Linked DNA regions of Mus musculus: region 1 is linked to region 2. The links are chromatin contacts, called in public Hi-C maps. All regions are on one chromosome and are shown on one strand. The core of a region is the stretch at or near the end of the contact, and the rest is flanking DNA. Distances in the headings are between cores, read along the strand shown.

What was found. Hi-C and Micro-C count contacts between places; a contact is called where the count stands out from the background.
Region 1: a contact with region 2 is called in a Hi-C map of CD8 T cells, with 2.0 times the contacts expected there. The contact joins the enhancer-like site here to the promoter of Bbs12 in region 2. A contact is called at or near these places in 2 of 39 promoter capture datasets (the 3T3-L1 cell line and neutrophils), 1 of 15 datasets of contacts at CTCF or cohesin (CD8 T cells), 3 of 484 Hi-C or Micro-C datasets (CD4 T cells and CD8 T cells), 2 of 115 datasets of contacts at active chromatin or transcription factors (CD8 T cells and effector CD8 T cells) and 1 of 9 other capture datasets (liver).

The regions. Positions count from the first base shown.
Region 1 is chr3:37,472,249-37,478,584 of GRCm38.p6, forward strand. All of the region lies in intron 14 of Spata5 (spermatogenesis associated 5), which reads left to right. Among named protein-coding and RNA genes, the nearest start is that of Spata5, 55 kb to the left of the region's middle. Within about 2 kb of position 4,348, at least 32 of the 459 cell types and tissues checked have an H3K27ac peak or open chromatin away from gene starts, as enhancers often do. A contact at or near this core is called in CD8 T cells, where this site is marked.
Region 2 is chr3:37,309,855-37,316,634 of GRCm38.p6, forward strand. It overlaps Bbs12 (Bardet-Biedl syndrome 12 (human)), which reads left to right and starts at 2,700. Exons shown (of 2, transcript NM_001008502.2): 1 at 2,700-2,731. Cetn4 (centrin 4) reads right to left here and starts at 2,592. Exons shown (of 5, transcript NM_145825.2): 1 at 2,503-2,592; 2 at 439-585; 3 at 83-211. The coding sequence starts at 2,505.

The DNA.
Region 1 (6,336 bases), core at 3,098-5,597, 160 kb after region 2:
TGTTCTGAGGTTTTGTTGCTCATGTTTTTCTTTCTTGGTCCATCTAGTCTCTGTTTTCTCCCTTGCTTCTCTGCAGGGTTGTTCAGTCAGTGATGTTCTACAGTTGTTCATCCTTTGCTGATTTATTTTTCTATATGTCTGAGAACTTGAAGTCAGAAGCCATCAAATCACTTTGAATAATTCTCAGATATCTGCTATTATGTGACTATTTGCCCACTGGATGAAGAGAAAGATAAAAACATTTAAATGCTATTACTACCACATAAATTTTGTTAGCATGAAATGTTTAATCCTTTTTTGTTTTCTTATGGGTTTTAATGAAACCAACAATTAGGAAGAATTCTTTTGAAAGATAGTCTCATGTTATCTTGGCTTTTTTGTAATTGTAGACATTTTGTATCAGCAGGGGGCAGTCAAGCCAAATTTCATTCTGCTAGTTTATGAAACATGAACTTTTTATTTCTGTAAGTTGTTCTATGTAATACATGAATTGCATTTTATCATGCATTTATAAGCAAAATTCAAAGCTCATTTTTGGTAAGTCTGTTGGAATTTAATAAATATGTTGTTATAAAAGGTAATCCCCTTTTTTCTCTTAAATTAAAAAAGGAAATTGGCACATAAAGCCCATTTGTTGGATTTTGATGTTTTGTTTGTTTGTTTTGGTTGGTGACCACTTTACATAGATAACTTTTGTAGCTTAGTTTTTCCTTTACTAAGCTTTCCTGCTAAAGTGATTATAAAATTTCTTTATTTTGTCCTGTGAATTTGGGGATAGTTTTTAGTGGCTGTAGCATAATGCTCTGTAAAATATAGCCAACTCTTTGGTAGTATTTGTTTCCTTCCAGATCCTGTCTTGGCAATTGTTGTCTACTAGTGTTACAGATAACTGACATCAGTGTTAGCCTAGTAACTTTTCTTAGGGAAAGACACCATTTATTCTAAACTGTTTTGAACATATGCTGGAGGCAGTATCACTATATCTCCTGTTTTGTGTCCATAATAAGATTCAGGAAAACTGCCTTTGTGTAAACACTCGAGTGGCTCCTAGACAAGTATAGTCCTGTCTGCTGGTGGGCAGGAAAGAGCGGTGTCCTGGAATGTTGCTGAGGAGGAAATCTCTTTTGTGTTCTACAAATGATATCTTTAAACTTCTTAAGAATATCATTTTGAAATGATAGCTCTGTGTTGTGTTTCCTTCTGTTTGCTAATTTTCCATGCACTTAGTTCAGAAATGCATTTAATATGGGGAAAAAACATTGTGCTTGAAAACACATCTTTCTAGTATTTTTCTGTTAATTGTTGGTAGAAATGTCAGCGTAAACACTGAAATTGTATTGGTAGTAATCACTCCTTCTTGTTCTCTTAGTGTAAAAATTTTTGATAAATCTCTGCAGACTTAAAGGATACAGCATCTACCAGCTCCCCTTGAGAACTTGCACTGAAGAAATAATGTGGGAAAATGGTTTTTAACACAGAGATTATACTTTTTTACAAGTTAGATGTGATGGGGCTTAATTTTGTTATGAAAATTAGTTGTGTAAGCTTAACCTTAAATGTCTAATTGATGGCTGTTTATGTGTTTAATTATGATAGCTAATAATTCACTTTAGAATTATATTGAAGTTTCTGTTTAATGACTGAAAAATGGTTATGGCTAGACTTTTTAAGCAGTTACCGAAAAGAAAAAAATCCAAACATCATAAACTTGAAGAATTATGTCCAGTTTCCTGTGTTCATGGTTTCTTTTCTTCTTCTTCTTTATGAACTCTCATTGTTAAAAACCTCATTATTTAGTAATGATTCTCTACTTCAACCCTTCCTCTAAAACCCAGCAAAATGTACCAGGCTTGGTAATGCATCAAAGTGCTGAGGCAGGAAGGGTCCTGTCTTGGAAGTAGAAAAACAGAAGTACAATAGAACAGAGTGTGAGCTGTAATAATGTCCAAATACAAGATTTTTAAATGCTTGGTAATAATTTTAGAAAATTATTATATAATTACTATGATTACATAATTTTATTGATGTATATCAGACCTTATACACTTTTATTTGCATTAAATACGTTGAATATTATTCTTCATATTTATTATGCCTATTCTTTTAAACCTATGAAAAAGAATCGTGAATGTTCGGCAGTGGTGGCGCACACCTTTAATCCCAGCTCTTGGGAGGCAGAGGCAGGTGGATTTCTGAGTTTGAGGCCATTCTGGTCTAAGGAGTGAGTTCCCGGACAATAGCCAGGGCTACACAGAGAAACATTGTCTCTAACAAACAAACAAACAAACAAACACCCCCTCTCCCAGGATTTCAGGATTCAAAAGAATCCTGAATGTTGAATGTTGGGTTTACAGAAATTTATTAGGTCTTTGAAAGATAAGAGAATATAGGGCTGCTTACATACATGGTGATGTGATGTATCAGTTTCTTGTTGCTGGGCTAAGTTCTTATCCTTTCCCTTTGTGACCATTACCCATGACTTTGACTGGAAGATCTCTTATTTACCTATAAGTAAAGGCTGTAACGCAAGTACATAGAAATGCATTTTCTCTTTTGAGTGCTAAAGTATGGCATATTCAACTCCAGTTTTTTAAGTGATGCATTTATAATATGTTAGATATCTTTTTAGTTATCCTGTCTTAACTTTATGAGTTAGATACCATTATAATACCTGATCCTACAAAGAGCAACATATACATTTAAGAAATCTGACCAAGGTCACAGAGCTGGGAACTAAATTTTTGAGTTGACAACTGTAGAGTTAGTGATGCAGTCCCATAATTATAATGTACACTGATTTAATTATTCAAAAAGAGTTACTTTATGCCACCACCCTTTTTCTTCCTATTTGTGTTAAATAGTAGTCCCGTCTATTCCATTAGTTCCTTCTGTAATGTCACAGAGTTGCATATGTACAGTATGTAGTCTCTTGAGAATGATTTCTTTCATTTCATGAAGTTAGGTTGTTGCTGTGCATCTAAGTTCAGTTTTTATAAAGTACAACTCTGGTCAGTTTATATGTACACTTATTCACAGGCATTTAAACTATCAGTTTTGCAATGAAGGATAATATTGTAAATGTTTATGGCAGGATTTTGTGTAAACATGCAGGGTTTTTTTTTTGGGGGGGTGGAGATTTCTTTTTCTTTCTTTCTTTCTTTTTCTTTCTTTCTTTCTTTCTTTCTTTCTTTCTTTCTTTCTTTTTTTTTTTTTGTCTCTCCTTTGTGTCTTTTTTCTGTTCTGTCAGTTTTACTAGACCATCCTCTTAAGTTTCTTCTGTCATGTCACTGCTGTGGCTTTACTGATTTTTCTCTATTGCTTTGTTATATTTAATTTTATTTCTTTCTTATAACTTCCTTTTTTATATTTTGTTTTCTCATTTTTGTGGCTGGTACTTTAATTATTAACTTGAAGCTTTACAAATGATAAAGATTTCTCTCCGGAAACTATTGCCCTATGTTTCACAAAACCTTAGATGTGTTCTATTTTTAGTCAGCTCAAGTGTTTGATAAAGTATTTAGAAATATGTTGCCTAATTTTTAAATATTTGGAATTCTCCATATACTCTTTGGAGATCAGGTTTTTATGATCAGAGAGTAATTATTTTTTTAAAAAATTTAAAATTAGTTTGACTTTTTAAAACTAGTTTGTTTTCCTTTTTTGATCTAAGATGTGATCTCTCATTGAATGTTTCCTATGTCCTTTGAAAGAGTCTCTGTTTGGTGTGGTACCCTACCAAAGTCCTGTGGTGTTGGTTTTTTGGTTTTTGGTTTTTGTTTGTTTGTTTGTTTTTTGGGTCCACTACTTTCTGAGAGAAAACTGTAAAGTATGATTCTGGATTTATCTCTTTCCTTTTTTATTCTCATTAGTGTTGATTCATACTTGCTTCTTAGTTCCTACACATCCATAACATACTACATCCCCTCTGGACTCTGTATTCTAATTCTCTAGTTATTAACATAGTCACCCATGTTTTCTTTCTTGTTTTTGTGTATCACTTCTCAATATTTTGTATAGTTGTGTGTTGTTTTATGTTCTTCTTTACTACATCTCTTATTTTATTTCAGTTGACTTTTATATGCATGACATTTAATGACATCTTGTATCTTTTACAATCTAGTAATTGCGGTTTTATTTTCTTTTGGATGACTGGAATAACTTTATCTCCCCATTTTAATTTTTCAATTATTCTTTTTGTCGTGTGTGTGTTTTATCAATTATGTTCATGGTTGAGTTTTCAGGATCTACTTTGAATTAGGAATCTTCTCATTTGAAATAAAGCATAGAGACCTTAAAATCAACTAGGTCAAGAAAAGAGGAAGATAGCTAGGTGTGTTCTGTGTTCTTCAGTCTCCCTGCTCTGGTTTCATTAAGAACTGACATTTGTGTGGTTTCAGTTTCAGCCTATAGTATAGAACTACGTGGTAAATAACTTTAGATCCCTGTCTTCCTTCTGAAGATTTGTTTTTATTTCAGTGGGAGATTACTGTTATAGATAGGAAACTCAGGGACAAAGGTTTTGTTGCTCAGCTCATGCATCAAAAATGTGTAAGATCTAGGTTTTGTACTCTGTCTTCAGGATGTAACACATTTGAGGAAATCTTTTTGTCAACTGCCCTTACTTTCTGCTTTTCAGATTGACTCTGATGTTAGCTTCTATTGTTGGAAATGTTAATACTACATGATCTTGTAGATTTTGCTGTTAGAAATCTGGTTTCCTTTCTCTTCACGTGGAGCTCCACAACAGAAAAGAATGTTAATGATCCTTTAAATGATTGCTATATGATTATGATCTAGTCTGTTTTGTCATAACTTATTTAGAGGATGATTCGGGTTGAGGGACCATACCTTTCCTATATTGCAGTGTTACCATACACTTTATGAATAGCCAGTCTTCATTTTTGTGACCATTTATTGACATGGTCCTAAAGAACAAGAAATGTTCACTTTTTATTTAGACCCCTTCTTAGTGTAAACCCCCTATCATGTAAACAGCCAACCTAATTATGAACAATATAGCTTTCTACAGCACAGCGTAACCTAGTTTGCCTTTTCTTATATAGATTGCCTGTACTAGAAATGGGTTTTCAGTCATTTGAAGCCAGATTCTGATTTTAATTTGGTCTTTTTGTGAGAAGAGGACTTCTGTCTATAAAACGAGAATAGCTCCTTGGCAAGTGTTTGAGAATGCAAGGGAAAAGTTCATGTAAATCAAAGTGCATCCTTTTATGGATTCTCTCTCTATGAGGGGAAAAGGGAATGAAAATATAATGGATAAATACCATTATATTTATTAAAATTTTAAATTGTACTTTTAATTATCTTAAGTTTCGCTTTCACTTTCAGTTGTACTATTGAATATGTGTTAGTGTGCATAATACATCAGCTATTTCACAGCAATCATTGCATTAAATTATCATAAATAGTCCTTTGAGACCCGTTAGCACCTTTTTCTTTCACGGTGTGATAGTTATTGCCGAGCTGCTCAGACTGCCTGGCATCTGGAATTTCGTGTGGTTGGTGTTTACATGGTCTCTCTTCATATCGGGAGTCCAGTTTCATTTGAATTTTTTTATTTGGGGAAGTGCGTCTTCAGTGGATTGCTTCTTCTGATCACCTTAACTTTATGAGGAACTTTTTAATCAGTCTGTGTTGATACAAGTCTGCTTTGGTTGACTAGTCTGGAAAGTATTTAGCTAGAAACAAGGAAGACTGAAAATTGAAGAAGCCCCATTCATTGTCCACTTCACCCCACCTTGCTAGCACCATACTGATTTAGCAACAAAATGGTTGTTTTCCTCTCCCATTCCTGCCTTTTCCTTTGTCATATATGATTTGTTTTATATCCATATATTTACTACACAATCTATAATTGAAATTCCATCTCTAGCTTCTGTCTATTCAAGTTGTTTGCCAGTATCTATATTATAGCACTGTAGAGCTGTGTGGATATGGCAAGTTCAAAATAAACACAATTGGGACCTAAAGGTTTTCTTCTTTTTAGAACTGGTTCCCATTTTTGAAATATTAGTATCATTATAAGTCCTTAGTGAAGCTTGTATCCTCTATTGGTACTAGTACCTCACTCAGTTGGTGCTGTGCTTAGAGTAACAACAAGAATTTAAAGAAGGCATGGTTGTTGTGTGGGAAATGAGGAAGTGTTAACAAGTGTGAGTTTTGTGAGAATAATGGAAGCATGTACAGGAGAATCTAGTGCCTTGAATATTGCAGAGGATGATGCAAGCCCAAAAAGATTGAACCATTTCAAAAGTAGAGAAGAAAATAAGATACTGAGTCTAAAGTTTGGCTCTAGCCAGATCTATGGGTAAGTTTCTC
Region 2 (6,780 bases), core at 1,450-3,949:
CATGAGTTTCCATGAAATCTCTATGCTCCAGCCCTACCATGCACAAGGCCCTACTGGGGTTTCTTTGAAAAATAGACTATACCATTTTTACGCTCATGATGGCAAAAAAATCTTCAAAACAAATGGTGCCAGTCCCTTCCTTGTCGATTTCAGCGATCAGTTGTTTTACTTCTTCTTTCTTTGGCTCAAAGCCTAAGGCCCTCATTGCAATCTGCAATAGGAGGGGGGGGGACATATTTTAATAATGCCATGATCGCATTTTGAACTTTAAAATGACTAATTAATAGCATATAAAACTATACACACATTATAATAGTAAAATAAACAAGATTTACAGATAGAGGACGTAACTTTGATAATTCTGGGTTTTGACTTATTCATCAACCAAGGACACAACTAAAATGTTACAAGATATTGTCTTAGAAATAATTTCAGAACCTTCAGTTCTTTCAGATCTATGGTTCCAGATCCATCAATATCGAATAAGTCAAAGGCCTCTTTAATTTCTTGCTTCTGGGTGTCATTCAGTTCAACTTTTGCTGCTTTTTTCTTCCATTGGTCTAAAGTTATGCGCTGGCTGGATGCCTGCAATAAGCATACACATGGGTGAAAACTGTGTAGCTAGAATGACAATTCAGTTATCCCATTTTCTTTTATAGAATGAGCTTGTTTTCCCCCTTGTTAATACTTTAGGTTATTAACATCTTTTCCCCCATCTTTTGAAACAGGGCCTCCCTAGGGCACCCAGACTGCCCTGGAACTCTCAGTCCTGCCCGAGATTCCTAACCACAATTATTAATTTGATAGAAAATGTGGGCATTTTTTTTCTCTTAGATTTTCCCCCTCTTAAAACTAGAGCTTTTGAAGGGAGAAGCAGCTAAGTAAACTAGCATAAAACTGTGTGGTATATCAGAGTGCAGTTAGCTTATGAGAACAGTATTATTTTAAGAAATGTGCACTTCTCATACATGTATCACAGTACTTGCTTGATGTAGTGAGAATTTTATTTTCTTTGAAAAACACAGAAATGTTGTGGGAATACGTTTTCATTCTAATCCCAGGTGTGGGATATGGGGCTGCTTCAGACTGTCCACAGCAGCTGACTATGATTTGCCTCGTGCTCTAGCAGGGGTGTGATTTTGTCAGCTGCAGATAGTTTCTTCGAATGTGTGACTTTTGGAATTCTGGCAACTTTTCAGAAGGTATACACATGCTGAGGCCTCAAGAGGTGGGGTTGTTGTTGGTGGTGGTTGGTTGGTTGGGTTTGTTAAGTAGTCCTGTGCAAAGAAGTTAGATATCCTGGCAGCAAAGATCAAACTTGTCCCAAAGAACTCTACACCCCTAATCAGTAGGAAGTAGTTTAATGATAACGCCATTCCTTTCCCCTCTACTCTTTTTCTCTCTCTCCTATCTAGCATTAGAGGGTTTAAAGAGTAGGAAAGAGTGGAAGAGAAAAGAACCCACAAAGCAGCAAACAGCACAGGGGCATGCATACTAGAACACAATCATCCTGCACCACAAAAACACAAAAGTAAAAAACCCTGGTTATGGTGAACGTCTGCTCCACAGATACGCATGAGAATGTTTGACCAATTATGCGGATACACCCAACATGTGGAAGATGAAGGATCTGTCTGCTGTTTGCTTCTTTATGTCACCAAAGTAGGTCACAGAATCACTGTAGATTCTCCTCTCTGCAAGTGGAGTGGGGAAGCCCTGGAGGTGGCTGAGGATCTAAGTGGCCTATTGGCTGTGGTCACTTCGGATTCTTGGTTCTAGAGCTGCAGATTCTGATGAGTGGTCTTCTAGAGCCTAGGGCAGCCACCTGAGTCACCATTTTTTTTTTCAGCAAGAAGTCAGTGACCCTTTAAGTGGCCTGAGTTGATGAGCCTGAGTGGTCTTCTAGAGCCTAGGGCAGTCACCCGAGTCACCATTTTTTTCAGCAATAAGTCAGTGACCCTTTAGCTTTGAGTGGCCTGAGTGGTCTTCTAGAGCCTAGGGAAGTCACCTGAGTCATCATTTTTTTTTTTTTTTTTCAGCAAGAAGTCAGTGACCCTTTAGCTTTGAGTGGCCTGAGTTGATGAGCCCCTGGCCATCAGGATTGAGTCAGTGGGCCCCTTCCTCTCCGTGAAAGAATTGCTGGTCCCCTGATCATCAGTGGTTAGCTAGGTACCCCACTTCCAGTCAGCAGATGAGTTGGTGGCTCCCTGACCCTCAGTGGTTCCTGTTCCTTCAGCGGCTGAGTTGATGGCCCGCAGGATGTTGGTGGCCCGAGGTTGATGGCCTCTGCTATGCTCGCTTCCCTGTCTTGAAGTCTGTCTGCAGTGGTCTCCGTGCCCCAGGGTCGTATCTCTTTATCGCTGGGCCAACCCTCATAGACTGCAGGCGTTGGTGGATAAATGGAAAGGGAGACCCATCTCTGTTCTCCCTGGCTTAGCTACTAAAGATCCTGACACGGAAGGCAGTAAGCTGGGAAGAACACCAGGGTCCCACAGCACTCACCATATCCCCTCCCTGCGCCCCTGCCCGCGCCCGCGCAACAGCCGCTCTCCCCTCCGCGGCCCGCGTTTGCTCCCGACAGGCGGTTGCTATAGCAGCGCTCAGCGCGCAAGCCCGCCCACCAGCTTCCGTGATTGACGACCATTGCGCCCAATGGAAAGACAAGAGAGCTCTGACCGCGCTCAAGCAGGCGGGACTGGCTGGGTTCCGGCGCTGTGCAGATCCGCGCGTGGTGAGGAGGGTCGTGGACCCTAGGGGCAGGAAGCCAGGGAGGGTGGGGGCGAGTGCTCCGTCACGCGTGTCCCCAGACTCTTTACACACCGGGCCAACAGCCCTGCGGCCTTCCGGCCCAGAGCCGCCCGAGGGCGCGCGGCGGCATGGAGCCCGAGAGGTGGGTGGGTGGGGGCGTCCTTGCGGGGCGGGACGCCAGCCTGGGACCGAGGACGGCGTGGGCCTTCTCCTGGGCTGAAAACAGTGCAAAGCAATCTTTTCCTAGTGTGCTGAGTAAAACGTGGCGCATTCCCAAAGCCGCTGCCTCACGTCGCAGACACTCAGGTTGTAATCCTTAAATCTCCTTAGGTTCCTGGGGTAAGTTTGTCCTTATGGTAGAAGCCAGTTTTCCTGCCTTAAGTTTTCCCAATGGGAACTCAAAGGATGTAAAGTCATAATATTTTGTGAGTGAAGTAAAGTATTAAATCATTTACCTATAATCTATTGGTTTTTTTTCAAGGCACGTATCGCATCCGAAAAGTTACACTTGGACAGTTTTCAGAGTCATAATTAATACTAATTTTAAATAGATTTCTGAAACCCAGAAACGAATATTAGTCAGACAGATAGGCAGGCATTCCCGCGCTCATACACACAAACACACACACCGGGGTGGGGGGGGGGAGGAGAGGGGGGTGGAAGCTGCCTTTTAGACATTCCTGAATATCATTTGATCTGATGACTATCAAAAGGCTGCTAAACCTAAATAAATCTTACATCACCATGATTTAGGAATTTGGATGTTCTAGTGTTAGAGGTTATGGTTTATGATAGGTTAAAGATAGCTTAGGCAGTAGGTTCCTTGAAGAAGAACATTCCAGAAAGAGGGACACTTAGAAATACTGAGACAGGGAGCATGCTTTGCATAGTCTAAAAGCACAGAGAAGGCCTGAGCACAGCAGATGAGTCAGAAAGGAAGAAGTGTGGGTTTTCGTGCTGTGTGGGGACAAGGCCTTTATGTGAGTGAGTTAGGGAGACTTTGTAAGATTCTCAGTACAGAAGTGAAAGGATGTGACTCACTTTTATAGGAACTCCCTGTGCTAAACAGGAGTAAAGACTATTTTCTGAGAGGCTGCTAAGCAGTGGAGTGTTGTGGTTAGATTATAGTGTTAGGAGTAGACTGGAGAGGACACCAGACTTAGTTCTGAGGAGATGAAAATCCTAGTTATACCTATCAAAAAAACGCAGAGCTTTTAAACGTAACCCCTGAAAAGCAAATGAGATGTGATCTTATGAAAAGACAATTTCTGAAGTCAGTATGCCATTTACATAATCTGACTTTGCTCTCCCGTGGCAGATAGAAAGCTAAGGAAACAGTCTGACGAGCAACAGAACTGACCTGTTTGTGGAAGGCATTAGTGCCAGTCACAGCAGAACAAAAATCAGGTTGTGTTAGTGCCGTGCCAAGAACAGTTACCAGAGGTGCCTGGTCACTTTGGAAATTGCCCATCTTCCCATCCCTGTTACTGCCATTGCTGTTTCACATCCAACCTCTTAGAAAATAAGACATTTTGAGTTGTATTACTAATAGCCTATTGGAGTCTCTTCAGAATCATTTAGAAATCTTCCCAAGTTAGGGATGCTAAGATACTTCTTCAGTTTCTAGTCAAAATTGAAATAGAGTCTTCAAATGTTAAAAGATCTCTTGTGAGTATTAATTTTGATATCTGTTGTATAAGACTTTTCTTGCAGATTGTTGAAATCCATCCTTTTATCTGGGAAAACCTTTTTTAACATAATTCAATACAGACTGAGTTTGAAATACCTATGGGTTTTTCCAGTTGTTTTGGATTATTTCTCACTCACAGACTTGATTCTTACCATTTAAACATACTCTAGAAAGGAGACCAGAACTCTTAATGCCACCCCCCTACCCACCCACAACAAATGATAAACATCTTTAAGGACTTAGGAGGCAAAGGGTTTGAAAGAGTAAAATGAAGATTTCTAAGGAAGAGATGATAAGTTACTGTCACACTGAAAGTGAAACAAAACATAGTTGATACAGTAGATAGCATAAACTTGGCAGTAGTTATATGGAGTTTTACCCTTTTATTTAATAGGAGATTTTGTGTCTGTTATTCAGTAATCATGCTTTAGTTTCCACAAATAGGTTAATTATTTTAATGCCAACCTTACATTTTTATTGTGATTTCATTTGTAATATGTGTCAAGTCTGTTGTATAAGGTAAACTCGAAAGTTTTAGCAGTGAAAAACAGCCAGACTCTTCTTCATGTCCTTTTTCCTTATTAATTAATTAATTAATGTATTCACTTTACATCCCAATATCAGCCCCCATCTCCTCCCAATATCCCCTCACACAGATCCTCCCCATGCTCTGGTCCCCTTCTCTGAGGAGGGGGAGTCCCCTCCACTTGGTATCTTCGCCCTGCTCATCCAGTCACTGCTCCAGTGGTTGGGGGGCTGCATGCAGCCAGACTTTTAAACATGTCCTTTCAACATTTTGTTTTTATTAACTAGGTACTCATGAAGGGAGAGAGAGACTGCTGGCTCCAAAGAAATCAGCGTATAGCAAATTACAAATACAAATGTAAAGAAAGGAACATTTAAAACACAGATTTCTCGGCTTCAAACTTACCAGAAAGTTACGGTTTTTATAACTGCATGGTATTGGCACAAAATGCTTACTTCTTCCAATACAGTTGAATTCACAGCCCAGAGATAAACCCATGTATGTATAGCAAGTTGATTTTTGATAAAGGTACTAAGAACATGCAAGAAAAGGAATAGTTGATTCAACAGGTGGTATCAAACAGCTGGACACCCACATGTGAAAGGACCTCTGCCTTACACCATATGTGAAAATAAGTCCCAAGTCAATCATTAAATAATCTATAGAATTCTGAAGAAAATCCTAGGTTAAATCTGTATGATCCTGGATTTGGGAGTGGATTCTAAATGCACCACCAAGAGCATGAACAGTATTAACAAATAAATGTTAAGTTTTACCAAAAATTTACCATAGAACTAAACATTTTTATGAGTCAAAATGCATTATAAAAACAGAAAAGACTTTGTATAGAATTATAAATTGTACTTGCAAATCAAATAGGATAGGCTCTTTAGTGTCCATAGTGGAATGGTTTTAAGACTCCACTATAGAAACTAAAGTCCACACACGAATAAGTGCTTTATATAAAATGATGGAGTATTCAAATTTAGCCTATATATACTAGGTATATGTTATTCTTAAAATTAATATAATAATGAACTAAGAAATGTAAATGCTAGTTTAATAGTTGCTATAATACATCATTTAAGGAAAGATGACAGAATATATGTTCCATGTTGACTACACATGCTGAGTGTGTTTTTGTGTTTTTCAAATCTTGTCTTTCAGTGGTTAGTTGGATCTACAAGTGTGAGGTTGGCTCTTGTTGCATCAAGGTTTACTATTTGATGTGTATAAAGAATTCGTGTAACAACACTACAGACCTTTAAAAGTGTACTCTTAAAATAGGCAGAAAACATCAGTAGGCATTTCTACAAAGAAGATATACAAATGTCTAATAGGCCCATGAAAAGATGTTTAATATTATTAGTCATTAGGAAAGTGGAAGTCAAAACCACAACAGTCTATCTTTTCTCATCTGCTAAGGTGTTTATAATTTTACGAAAACAAAAACAAAATGTTGAATATACTAATGACTGACTGAGTGCATGCTGTCACATATCAACCCAGAATGTGATTTTACTTGAAAGTAGTCTTTGCAGATGCAATTAGTTAAGATGAAGTCATACTGGATTAGGGTAGGCTCTAAGTCCAGTAACTGGTGTTGCAATTTAACCAAAGGGACAATTGAAACAGGCAAAGATTAAAGTTATGCAACTAAAAGCCAAAGAATGCCAGGAGCAACTAGGAGCTAGAAGAAGAAGAAAGAAAAAAACATCCTTCCCTAGAGTCCTGAGAGGAAGCACTGCCCTGAAATATCATCATCTTGAGAGTTGAATGTGTGTTGTTGTAGCCTCCTGACAGTTGAAGTTTTGAG